2 separate regions of the Solanum lycopersicum genome follow, and region 1 is linked to region 2. The links are chromatin contacts, called in public HiChIP or PLAC-seq maps. All regions are on one chromosome and are shown on one strand. Each heading gives the region's core, a stretch centred on a gene start, on an enhancer-like site or on the middle of the called end of the contact. The rest is flanking DNA. Distances are from core to core; before and after follow the strand shown.

Region 1 (6,463 bases), core at 2,015-4,514, 400 kb after region 2:
GATCAATTGAATTGCTAATGCACTCAAATTACACCTCCGGTTAAGAAGTATAACACGGTCGCTATCAAACATAAATTCCAATTAGGTTGATTTAGTCACACTTGATCTATTTACGAGCTTTGGTACAAATACAAATATACCACCTTTTTATACATTATCCTTTCCATGTATGCTAGTTCTTGTGTTAGTGATAGCTTCTTTGAACATGTCTTATTTCTAGTAGATTCTCTTTTTTTTTTACTTTTATAAGTGAAGATCTCTCTTTTTATGATTCTCTAGATACTCTGTATTTGAGAGAAGTCCTCTCTTCTTAGGTGTCTTGTAATTCTAGGTTCCTTTTCTAGTATCGATGATGAGTTGAGCGTCCTTGGTAAAATACCCAACATATGAACCAAGTACAATTAGGCTTCTACTTTTAATATAACGATAAGTGTTGGAACTGGAGTCCTTATCTTATTTCTTTGTGCACTTAATTTTTGATACACTATTACTCAAATTTAAAACAGAAGCTGAGAATGGCAAATAGTACTCATCAGGCAGGAAGTACTTGTACAAGCATCCAAGAGAAGTTCATAGCACTTGAAGGTATTCTCAACCAATCAAACGACTAAGCAAGTTACTTCCCAACAGAATATTATGAAAACTAAAACCTTAATTCAAATTCAGTGGCCAAGAGGCAATATTCCAAAAAATATATATATTTTGTTCAACATACAAAAAGTAGCCATATCAACAATTCTAACAGGAAGTATAAAATCACAAAAGTACAATCTGAAGTGTTCCATGTAAAGCCGGTGGAGCCTATCAGACAAGAAAATTCTGTACATTTCGCTTGGGAATACTCCTACATAGTACAGGCACAAAACATAAGCTTTGTTTGAATAATTTCCAGATTCTACAAATACTAAACAATTTCAGCATAGCAATCACTGACAGGTCATGGAGAAGTCCTGAAGAGACATGATACCACACTAATAAATGAAAACTCAGCAAGTACTTGTTTGTGCACAATCCTTGTCCAGGCATTTAAGAACATAGCATCAATACGATCGTGGAGGATAGACTCCAGGGTATTGACCTGGCAAGACAACAAAAATAAATAGTTAACCGTAATTGACATACCAGGGGAGAGTAAGAAATTCACATCTTACAAGATTTACCTGGGGGATAAGAGTAACCCTGTGGTGGATAAGGCTGAGGCAGATACGCAGATGATGAGTAAGGTGAAGGATAAGCAGCCGATTGAGGGGGATAAAGAGATGTTGAATGATATGCTGCTGGAGGTGGTGGGACTGTGGAATAAGGAGAAGCTGGATAAAATGCTGAAGGAGGCGAGGCTGTGGAATAAGGAGATGGTGCTGGATAGCCAGAAGGTGTTGGGTGAGAAGCTACATGTGGTGGAGCTACTGAATATGGATATGATCCAGGAGTTGGTGTAACAAATGGAGGGCCTGATTGAGCATGGCTTGTTGCTGGCTTCTGGAAGTAAAAGAGAAATTCATGTTAAAGACATTAAAAGATTTTTGGGGTGGGAAGCAAGAAGGAAATTCTAAGAAAAGACGGCGGCACTTACATTGGTATTTGCATAGTGCATTATTAGTCGAACTTCTCCTGCATGCCTGTAAAAGAAATATACTTCTGTTACACTGTGATTTCATTAGGAATACACAAGTGTTGAAAAAGCTGCTCTCTTCATTCGTCTCCAATGACCTCACAAATACTATCAAGAAAAAATCTTTATAGCCCCCATGAATCCACCAGTATCAGTACTTGGTGTGCTGACTAAATACCTTTTATGTGAGAAAACAAATTACACCTCCTGTTGACTCAACTTATATCCTGCAAGGTAATCAATAATTCCTCGCCTCATATCTAGTATATTGAACCTCAACTACCCCTAATTCTTCACCAAACTTGAAGCCAACATGTGACCCAATTGTGTCTAGTATGCCTAAAGGTCTATAAGGCTCTTTGTAGAAAGAGCTGATCCATGACCCCTTTGACTACCAGAAGTAGACAATTAACAGGGAGAAAGTTGAACAAAAAAAAATTCAACACTTTTACAGAATACAAATAGCTTATGAAAGCTTAAGTTCCACCTGCATCACTGTCCGGAAGTAAGTTGATGGCTAGTTATAGACAGGTCTATGTTAATCAATAATGATGAAATGAAGAACTTCAGTGATGAATGAAAAGAATCACATCATATCCATACATCCCAGACCTTGGTGTCGCAAATTGTCATATTAATGTCACATGAAAGAGTGGAATCACAATGTAGAACATTTTGTCAAAGAAAACAAACAAAAAAAGATACAAATTCAAACTTAGAAGGACTATAAACACAATTCTCGCCGTAAAAGAAAGACCATAGCAAAATTCATCAAGAAATAGCAGTTGTTTTTATCAATATACCTGCCGTTCTTCCTCTGAAGTGGCCAAGCAGTATCATCAAATCCCTGTGAGAGAACCTTCTGTAGTTGAACCCTAGAATTAAATTAAATAATTTAATCATTAACACTCAACTAACAAACTAAATAGATCATTCAATCAACTCAACAACAAATCCAAATCAGTCAAGAGAAAACAAATTGAGACTTACTTTCCACTCCCTATAAAATCATCTGAATTAACAGTATTGCTATTCCACACAACAACATTGATCTCTCGCAACCCTTCAATTAGCTTAAACACAAATTTCTCTTGAAACGTAGGGTTTTTACCGCCATCTACATACAAACAAAAGCATGAATCTCATCAAAATTCACCAAAAATGATAGTTAACAGATATAAATCCATTCAATTTGTACCTGTACATGTACGAGTACGGAATTTAGAACTTCCGTATTCAAGGCAAACATACGGATCTTGCCTTGAAATCCATTCAGTATCCTTCAGTTTATTACAAGCAACAACTACAAAAACGAAAATTCAAAGTAAATAATGAAAAGTAATTCATAAAATCTCAGTATTTTAGCTGTAGTTGAATGAAGTTCGTACCAGTTACTTCAAGGAGTTGGCCTTGGATGCCATATGCTATCGACATGGAAAGTAGAAGAAGAAAGAAGACAACGATGACGAGGAATTTGGGTTTAAAATTAGCTAAGGAAAAAAAATGAGGGTTTTTATTTATTTTATAAAGAGAACAAATCAACCAATAGGAGGTTTCGTGTTCATTTCTTTGACTTATATTAAAATTATTTCGTTGACTAGAAACGGAGAATGCGCGTTACAAAATCATAGCGTCAATGACTAAAACATTTATGTAATGGATTATTTCAAATACTCCCTCTTATCCATTTTACAAGATATCTTTAAATTTCAAAATTCAAACAAATTCTATTTTCAAAGAGAAGACTTTCATAAATATTTTTAATAATCAATTATTGTAACTTATATTATTTAGTTTGTAAATTTGTAAATTTTATTTTTTAAAAAATAAAGATTCTATATGCAAATTTTTTGTCTAATTTAAATTATTTGACTCTAAAAAATTGAAAAATGTCAAATAAGACAAACCAAATATTGGAGTTTTAGGTGTAATAAAGTATGTCTTTCTCATAATCCTAAAAATCTAAAATAGACACTTTTATATCTTATAAGTAAAGAAATTAATAAGGAAGAAAAACTATATGAAGTATAGAGGTGGATTTAGAATTTGAATCTTATAAATTTAACCTCTTAATATTTTGGCTTTGAACGTGTTATAGTTAAAAATATGTATTCGTATTTATTATCTATCATAATTTTTAATAAAGTTGATATAAATTTATGATCTAACGCCAAAAAATTATGGATTGAATTCATACAAGTAATAATATATTCACCCTTGACAAAGAGTATATAGATAAAATAGAACAACTATGTAAAGGTCATCCTGAGTTTACTTTTACAACATTCTTAGCAATTTGGTGAAATTGTTATTGAACATTCCTAGCAATTTGGTGAAATTGTTATTGAACAAGTATTCAAATGACTGTGTTTGAGGCATTCTATATATGAAAGATGATGTCATTCATTCATATATATATATATATATATATATATATATATATATATATATATATATATATATATATATATATATATATATATTTTTTTTTTTAATTAATTGAAAAATATTTTATGATATTTTGAAGAAATTTTTTCTAGAATGATTCAAAATGGCGCAAAACTATCAGAAATTATATTTAGAAGTAAAGTCGAAAGAAGTTGTCTTTGTTTATTCAAAGAGTCACCAATAAAGGCATCGTATATTTGGATAGAAAAGGAAAAGTTAGCATCAACCCTCAAAAATATTGGTTTCGATCCAATTCTTAAAAGAGTTGGACTTGTAGCATGTCGACTTCATTATAATATATTAATGTTGAATCGACTTTTTTATGACCCAAGTCATGTTATTGACACACAAAATAAAAGTATATGACACCTTATCCTACAAGGAAGACCTTGTTCATAGTATGCTTCAAATTAAGGAGATTACATCAATAAAGATTGTGTGAAGAAAATATTCATTGAACAATGTTACTTGAGAGTTAAAACTAAAACAATCAAAAAGAGATTGTTAATGCCAAACGCCAAAAAAAAAAGAAGAAGAGAGAATTAGTGGTAATGTTCCTATCACATATTTTTGTGAATTTGTCAAAAAATAGAAGTAGATAGAAAAACAAGAGTTGAATATGACGACCTAGAAATTGAGTGTTGCAAGTTGTAATAACTTTAATTTAGTCATTGAGAACTCTTTTATATATACTAGATACAAAAGCCCGGATAAGCCCGGGCCCAATGTATATTACTTTATTTTTTTAATTACATGATTTTGTTGTTAATTATTTTTATAATATCTTAAATGCATTTGTTAAATAATATACGAAAAAGGGTCAAAGTTACCCCTGAACTATGTGAAACAGATCACTTAGAGTCTTCGTTACATTTTAGATTTAAAAAAATACTCATGTTGTTATCCTAAGAAATCATATATATCCTCAAGCGTTAACACCCCATATTTTCATTGACTTGGCAAGCCACGTGGGACTAATCCTTCCACCTAATTATTGCCAACTAGGATGCATTACAAAAGAACTAGACCTTTAATGGCGACAACAATCGCCAGAAAAGCTCAAAAAATCGTCACTAAAAGTTTTTACTATTAAATTCTAATTTTGTATTTTTTCTTCATTATTTTTTTAAAAAAACTAAAATGATATCGATTAAGTAGGAGTTTTAAGACACTGTATGTTTTATGTTTATGTTATAAGTAAATGTATAAAATGTACAATTATGCATTATATAGTAGGAGATGTGAATCAAGAAGTAATTTTCATGATTTTTCGTAGTAATATTGGGTGTTTTTAATATTGACATTGCAAGTTATTTATTGTAGAAAATTAGGTTGCAATCGAAAATTAATTACCATACTTTTTTTTGAAAAAATAGGTTTAACTATTAGTCGTCACTAAAAATCACTTGCAACCTGTAGTGGCAATATTTTGAGATTTTGTGGCAACTTTATCGCTACTAAAGATCAAGTTCTTTTGTAGTGAATCTTAGTTGGAAACACTTAGGTGGAGGGATTAGTTCCATGTGACATGTCAAGTCACTAAAAATTGAGTGTTAACTCTTGAGGGTATTGTGGTCTCCAAGGATAACAACAGGGGTATTTTTGATCACAAAATATAATGGAGGGTATAAGTGGTCTATTTCGCATACTTCAGTGGCAATTTTGACCCTTTTCCGAATAATATATGTGGCACGTGTGATATTTTGAAAGTTCATCAATTTAAGTACATAATTTTAAAATAATATATAGCTCTTATTCAATTTACATGTGACACTTGTGAAATACGGAGAGTAAATCAATTTTTGATATTTTTTTTCATACTATAAGTAATGATTTATAATATTCATAAATTAATTTTTAAATAATATATGTTACTTTTATTATCTCAATTTATATGGCAAGTGTGAAATATGGAGAGTTAATCACATTTTAATAGTATGTTTTTAGAGACTTGTTTTAGAATACAAATTTAAAATTCGCCTTCTGTTTTTCAAACTCTTGTATCTAGTCACATAATGTTTCTAAAATTGGAATGAACATAGTATTAAATGTAAAACTTATATTTCTCATTAATTAGATCAATTATTTATATATCTCGGTAATCATAGTTTATAATAATTTACATTTTTTATTAACTAATAATAAGATGTTGGAATAAACAGTAGCAAACAAAGATAATGAATGAAGAAAGAAAGACTTTAAGCATCTTTAGAAGGCACTTTAAGCATCTTTAGAAGGCACAAAAATGTAGCTTTATTTACATAAAAGTATGAAACAACTGAAGTAATAAATACAATATTAAGGGCAAAATATATATTAGAAAAGTACCGCAAAGCATCCCAAAATATGGCTTTATTAGAAGGATATGTGAAATAATAACATAGAATGTGAAGGGCAAAATAT
Region 2 (6,189 bases), core at 3,085-5,584:
TTGTTCATACTATTTCAAAAATAAAAAATTGTAAATTGATCAAAATCTGTAAACTTTTCAATTTTACCAAGTAATCAAATTTCACACCATTCTTCGGTTTAATTACACATGAAAATAAATTTAATATTACGAAATATTTATTATCAGATTATAGAAGCGTTTATTGGTCACCAAACATATACATGGACGAAAGAGTGATTACATTAATGACTTGACTACGATTTTCAGAATTTAGACAGCTTACAACATTGAACAAACTTAGCCATGCTCAGGAAAATAAATAAAGACATATGTTTTCTCAACTATGTTTTAAGGGAAAAAGGTCAAATATGCCCCTAAACTATTTGAAAAGGTTTAGATATACCCTCTGTTTAAAGTTTGGTCCATTTATACCCTCGCCGTCCAACTTTTGGTCTACATATGCCCTTTTGGACGTTAGTTGGCCAACTCGGAATATCCAACTCATTTTACTTTTATTTAAATGCCAAATGGATATTTCACGTCATTTTTATGTATCATCCCTTGACATTTATATTCAAGGGAAAAAGGGTCAAATATGCTCCTAAACTATTCGAAAGGTCTAGATATATCCCGTTTAAAGTTTGGTCCATTTATACCCTCGCGTCCAACTTTTGGTCTACATATGCCCTTATGGGTATTAGTTGGTCAACTCAAAATATCCAACTCAATTTACTTTTCTTTAAATGCCAAATGGGATTTCACATCATTTATATATATTATTACTTGACATTTATATTAAAAGAGAAAGGGGTCACTTATGCCCTAACTATCCGACCCAATTTTAAAACACATATACGACCGTCTTTTAAATGGTTCAATTATGCCCCTAATCCGACTCATATATGTGTGAATTATTTTGTTATTTACATCATCTTTGCCTGCTGCAGCTTGCAGTTGTGTCTGTAACGTTGTTGCGGTGAATTCCTCTGCTCTAGCCCTTACCTGCCAGATTTGCGCCTCCAGCTCTGCGTTGCGCCTAAACGCTTTTCAAACTTCGACTTCCTTTTCCTTTAGTTGTCGTGCCATTGATTCCTCGGTAGTTTCAATCAGAGCACGATAGTGTTCGCCATTTAAATGGTTCAATTATGCCCTAATCCGACCCATATAGGGTATTTAAAAAAAGGGTCAGGTTGTATAGATTACTTAAAAGACGGGTCATATATGTGTTTTAAAATTAGGTCGGATAGTTAGGGGCATAAAATGCCCCTTTCTCGTTTAAAATAAATGTCAAGTAATAATATATAAAAATGATGTGGAAAATCCATTTGACATTTAAAGAAAAGTAAAATGAGCTGGATATCTCGAATTGACCAACTAACATCCATAAGGGCATATGTAGACCAAAAGTTTGGACGCGAGGGTATAAATTAACCAAACATTAAACGGGGGTATATCTAGACCTTTTGAATAGTTTAGGGGCATATTTGACCCTTTTCCCTTGAATATAAATGTCAAGTGATAATAATAAAAATGACGTAGAAAATCCATTTGGCATTTTTGAATAAAAATAAAATGAGTTGGATATTCCGAGTTGGCCAACTAACGCTCAAAAGGGCATATGTAGACCAAAAGTTGGACGGCGAGGGTATAAATGGACCAATCTTTAAACGGAGGGTATATCTAAACCTTTTCAAATAGTTTAGGGGCATATTTGACCCTTCTCCCATGTTTTAAAGCTGAAAACAATCGAGCGATGAACAAACCAAAAGACAAGTAAAGATAGTTTCCTTTAAAGATAGACATAGACAGTTTCACGCGTGAAAGGAAGGTGACGCGCACGGGGGCAGCGCTGGGCTCGATTTTACGTCTGAATTTGATGTCTGAATTACACGCAAGGAAAAACACGCTGGTGCTCACGCTGAGGTGCTGAGTCTCTTTCTTTTGCGCGTGAATCGCTAACATCCGCTTTTGGAAAGTTGGGCTCTTAGGGCTGACTCGGGTCAAAAAGAGGTGTGGGCTTCTTTGGAATTACTGGAAGAATAAGGATTTAGGCTGGCAGGAAATTCGTCTGGAAGGAAGTAGAATTTGGGCAATTTTCACATATAGCAAATGAAAAATTTATATTTGTATACTATAGCAAAGTTTGCATAATTACTCAACATAGTAAACATAGAAACTGTATAATTCGCTATACATATACAGTTGAAACAAATTGTATAAAACGAAGTGTATAAAACAAGAAAGAGAAAGACACTTGGACAGATAACTGTATAAAAATGAAGTGTATAAAACGAAATTTATTATTATAAGTGTATAGAACGATTATGTACAATTTGAATATGTATAAAATGAGAAAGAGAGAAAGACAAAAGAGACTTGACAAGGAATATACAATTGAATCAAATTGTATAAAACAATAAAGAGAGAAATTAGATACAATTTGAAAATTGTATAAAACGAGAAAGAGAGAAAGACAAAAGAAACTGGGCAGGGAGTATTTTTATTGTATAATTATAAGTGTATAAGACGAAAATATATGTACTTGCATGTGTATATACAACTTTCTCACGATTTATACAAACAGAAACACAATTTATACATTTCGCTTCTGTTTGTATAAGTGAGAAAGGCGAGGGTGGCGAACGAGATTTGAGAGAGTGGCGAGCGAGATCTGGAAGAGGGAGAGAGGGAAACAAAAGTATATGTATTTATACAAGTTTCTCTACTTTATACAATTAGAAACAATTTTTATACACTTGTATTTGTATAAAAAGTGAGGAAGCGAGCGAGAGATTGGAGGAGAATGACGAGCGAGATATTTAGGAGAGAGGCGTCTGGCAATTTTTTCTGTAAACGTTTGCTATGGAGCACAATTAAATCAAACCCTAGCTACTCCTTTTAGGTTATTAGTTTGCTATTATATACAATTTTTCCTAAAATTTGCAATCAGCAAATGCCCCAAATCGGTTTCCCAATTGAGAGAGGGATTAGATTTTTGAATTAAGGATTTGGCCATGGATTGCAATTTTGGCCTAATGAATTTTAAATTTTTTAACCAAAATGAATTGATTAAGAAATTCGACCAAAACTTAAATACATTGAATCGTCATTTATTAATTAACGAGCTTCTTCACTTTAACGAGATGAGATAATTAATTTAGCAATAAGCTAAGGAATCAAAATATAAGATACTAATTTTGACAAATTAATTTAATAAAGTGTTAAGTAAAACTAAAATCTTTTAAGACGAATTTCGAATATTTTATAAAAATAAATTTAATTATATAAAGACGTATAAAAATATATATTATTCAAATATTATAAAAATCGACTAAAGCTATTTTGAAATGACTTAAGAAATATTTTAAATTTTTGTGAAGTCAATTATTTCAACTCGTTGGCATTTGAGAAACTCGATGATTAATTTATATCATGGAGGTCCAAAATTGGGTGTCAACAGATAATATAATTAGTAGACATTTGACCATGTGAAATCATATTATGATACGAAATCGTGAAAGGAAATCAACGTTTGAACATGCAATCTTACGCTAATTGATTTTATCTCATAATTTTATATCATGAGATAAAATTTTATACTCTTCAAATATCATGATATGGGAATTGGCTCCGCCCCTGTACATATAAGTGATAATTAATGCTACCCTTTAGATCCAACCTTGTCCTACGTGTGGATAGGGATGACAATGGGGCACGGTGGTGTGGGTTTAAGGCTACTCGGGGCGGGGTGGGTTTAAGGTTGTGCAGGGTGGGTGGAAGTGAGTTCTTTTTAAATTAATGTGGGGCGGAGCAGGTTGCGGGTATATGTAATTTCACGTGGGTCAAAACTTAATTTTAATTTTTTACATGTTATAAAAGTGATATAACATTATTTATTAAAATAACTTTTAGACGTAAACTATTTTGAATGACTAAGAAAGTAGAAAGAAGAAAAAATTATCTCACTTCTTGTATTTAATATTTTGTTATTACATCAAATGTAATCAATTCAAATCCATAAAAAGAAATGTTGCTGGCAAATTAAAAGAGTTATAAAACATTATAATGTTAAAATAATGTCATAACATGTTAATATTAGCGATTAACAACTAACAAAATTTTAATTTATTGAGTTAAACTTACTAAGCCTATTATTTGAAATGTTTTTTTACAAAATATGTGAAATGGGACTGAGCAGAGCAAATTTTTGCTGGGTAGACAGAACGGGTTAAAAACAATAAAATATGTTATGTAAAACGAAACCGAACAGGTTGAGATCTTAGCAAATTTAAGCGGGTTTGGCCCGCAACCGCCCCGCCCCGCCCCGCTCCATTGCCTTCCCTACGTGTGGGCTGCTGGCAAATGTCAAATTTGGCGTCGCATGAAAATAACAAATCAATATGTCACCAACTTTCTGTATTTTCAATCCATCACAAGAGTCTCGTGGATAGACTTTTGATTATGATTGATAAGCCAAAGTCAAAATTTTGAGTTATAACATATGATTTTGGGTTTTATTTTTATCATTTGAACTTAAAAACAACACTCTTTTTAATTTATTTAAATACTCCAGAAACTATTTAAAAGTAAATAGATCCAAACAGGCCCTTAAATCTCTCCTTCCCCTTTTATCCACTTAAAACTCTTCTCCAATCAATCATCTCCATGACTAATCCCAACAATTCACAGTACTCCCTTCTCCTTCTGCTTGCTGCCGTACTGACACTAGTCTGTGTGGCAAGCGCCTCTGAGGCAGCGAGCAGATTAGATCTACAAAAAATCACGAGAGAAGAGAGAAATTATATGAAAAAGAAAGTGATTGACATTAGCCACAAGTATGTTCCTGATTTGCCTGCTTATGATTCCAAAAGTGGACTTGGAAACTATATAAAACTTAAGACTAGCATTAAGTTGGGTGATCTGTATAATTTTTCTGTTTTTAAACTTACTACTCATTCTGGTACACACGTTGATGCTCCTGGACATTTCAATGAGACATTATTCGAGTCGGGTTACGATGTTGTTTCACTTCATCTCCAAACTTTGAATGGTAATGTTTCTCCTATGGATTTATTGTTAATTTTCTATAAATTTCTTGTATGTTTGGCTGTCCATCTTTTACTTCTCACTATATTATTTCGAAATGTTCAACAATATTTACTCAATTTATAAGATCAATGAATAATTTATCATGTTAGTACTTATTCTAACCTTGCTATTAGATACTATTCATTTTCAATTTTAGCCCTCTTATATTTAATAAGGGCGATTAGGTAAAATTACATCTATCTATCATGTACTTTTCAGTCAATTGTGGACATCTACTGATGGAGTATTTGCATAGTATCTTACCACTTTAGTGTTGTTATTTTTCTTGGTATTCTTTTTAGTTGCTTTGTATTGTGCTAGTGTGTAGTCATATTTTTTCCCTATTTTTTAAGTTGTCTTTAGGTAACAGTTTCTTATCTACAATGGTAGGGTTATGATAATGAAATTACACTAGGTATATTGTTGGTTTAAATTCGCCATACTAAATACACTTGCTCTTTGCTACAATTTAGCTGTAAAAAAGCATATTTTTGGTGTGAATACAGGTCCAGTTCTTGTAGTAGATACTCCACGGAACAAGAATATTACAGGTGTGATATCCTGCTTGCCTACTTAATTATTTTCTTGTAAATTCGCTTGATCTGTCTCCCTAAATACTATTTTTCACCATGTTCATCAGATGAAGTTATGAGGTCATTGAACATACCTCGAGGAGTGAAACGTGTTCTTTTTCGAACATCAAACACAGACAGGTACTTGTTTGATTTTTCGTCCATTCACTTGTTTAAAGCCTACGCATATAAGTTGTTTGATCGTTTGGTGTTGAATAATGAACATAAACAGGAGGCTGATGTACAAGAAAGAATATGATTCGTCGTATTCTGCATTCACCTCAGACGGAGCAGAGTATTTGGCCCAGAATACTGACATCAAACTCGTTGGTGTTGATTACTTATCTGTTGCCATTAGTCCCAAGGATGAGCTCCTTAAAGTTCATCAACATCTTCTTAATTCTAAAGTAAGTATAACATCCGTTTTCATAATTACAACATAGCAAGCCTAATCTATAATTTCGTATTCAGTTAAGGATTCTCTGTTATATAAATGCATCAGGATATTATTCCAGTGGAAGGTCTCAACCTCGATGATGCAGTCCCAGGAGTTTATACAATTCACTGT

What was found. HiChIP or PLAC-seq counts read pairs in DNA pulled down with a chosen protein or histone mark.
Region 1: an RNA polymerase II HiChIP or PLAC-seq map of leaf shows a contact between it and region 2, with 6 times the contacts expected there. The contact joins the promoter of LOC101253945 here to the promoter of LOC101254542 in region 2. A contact is called at or near these places in 1 of 8 Hi-C or Micro-C datasets (leaf mesophyll) and 1 of 1 datasets of contacts at active chromatin or transcription factors (leaf).

What each region holds. Positions count from the first base shown.
Region 1 is chr10:46,213,479-46,219,941 of SLM_r2.1, forward strand. LOC101253945 (elicitor-responsive protein 1) reads right to left here and starts at 3,265. Exons shown (of 8, transcript XR_743539.4): 1 at 3,001-3,265; 2 at 2,811-2,915; 3 at 2,603-2,729; 4 at 2,416-2,487; 5 at 1,574-1,619; 6 at 1,161-1,479; 7 at 935-1,078; 8 at 662-844.
Region 2 is chr10:45,812,641-45,818,829 of SLM_r2.1, forward strand. It overlaps LOC101254542 (cyclase-like protein 1), which reads left to right and starts at 4,335. Exons shown (of 5, transcript XM_004248712.5): 1 at 4,335-5,011; 2 at 5,556-5,600; 3 at 5,690-5,762; 4 at 5,854-6,028; 5 at 6,124-6,189. The coding sequence starts at 4,627.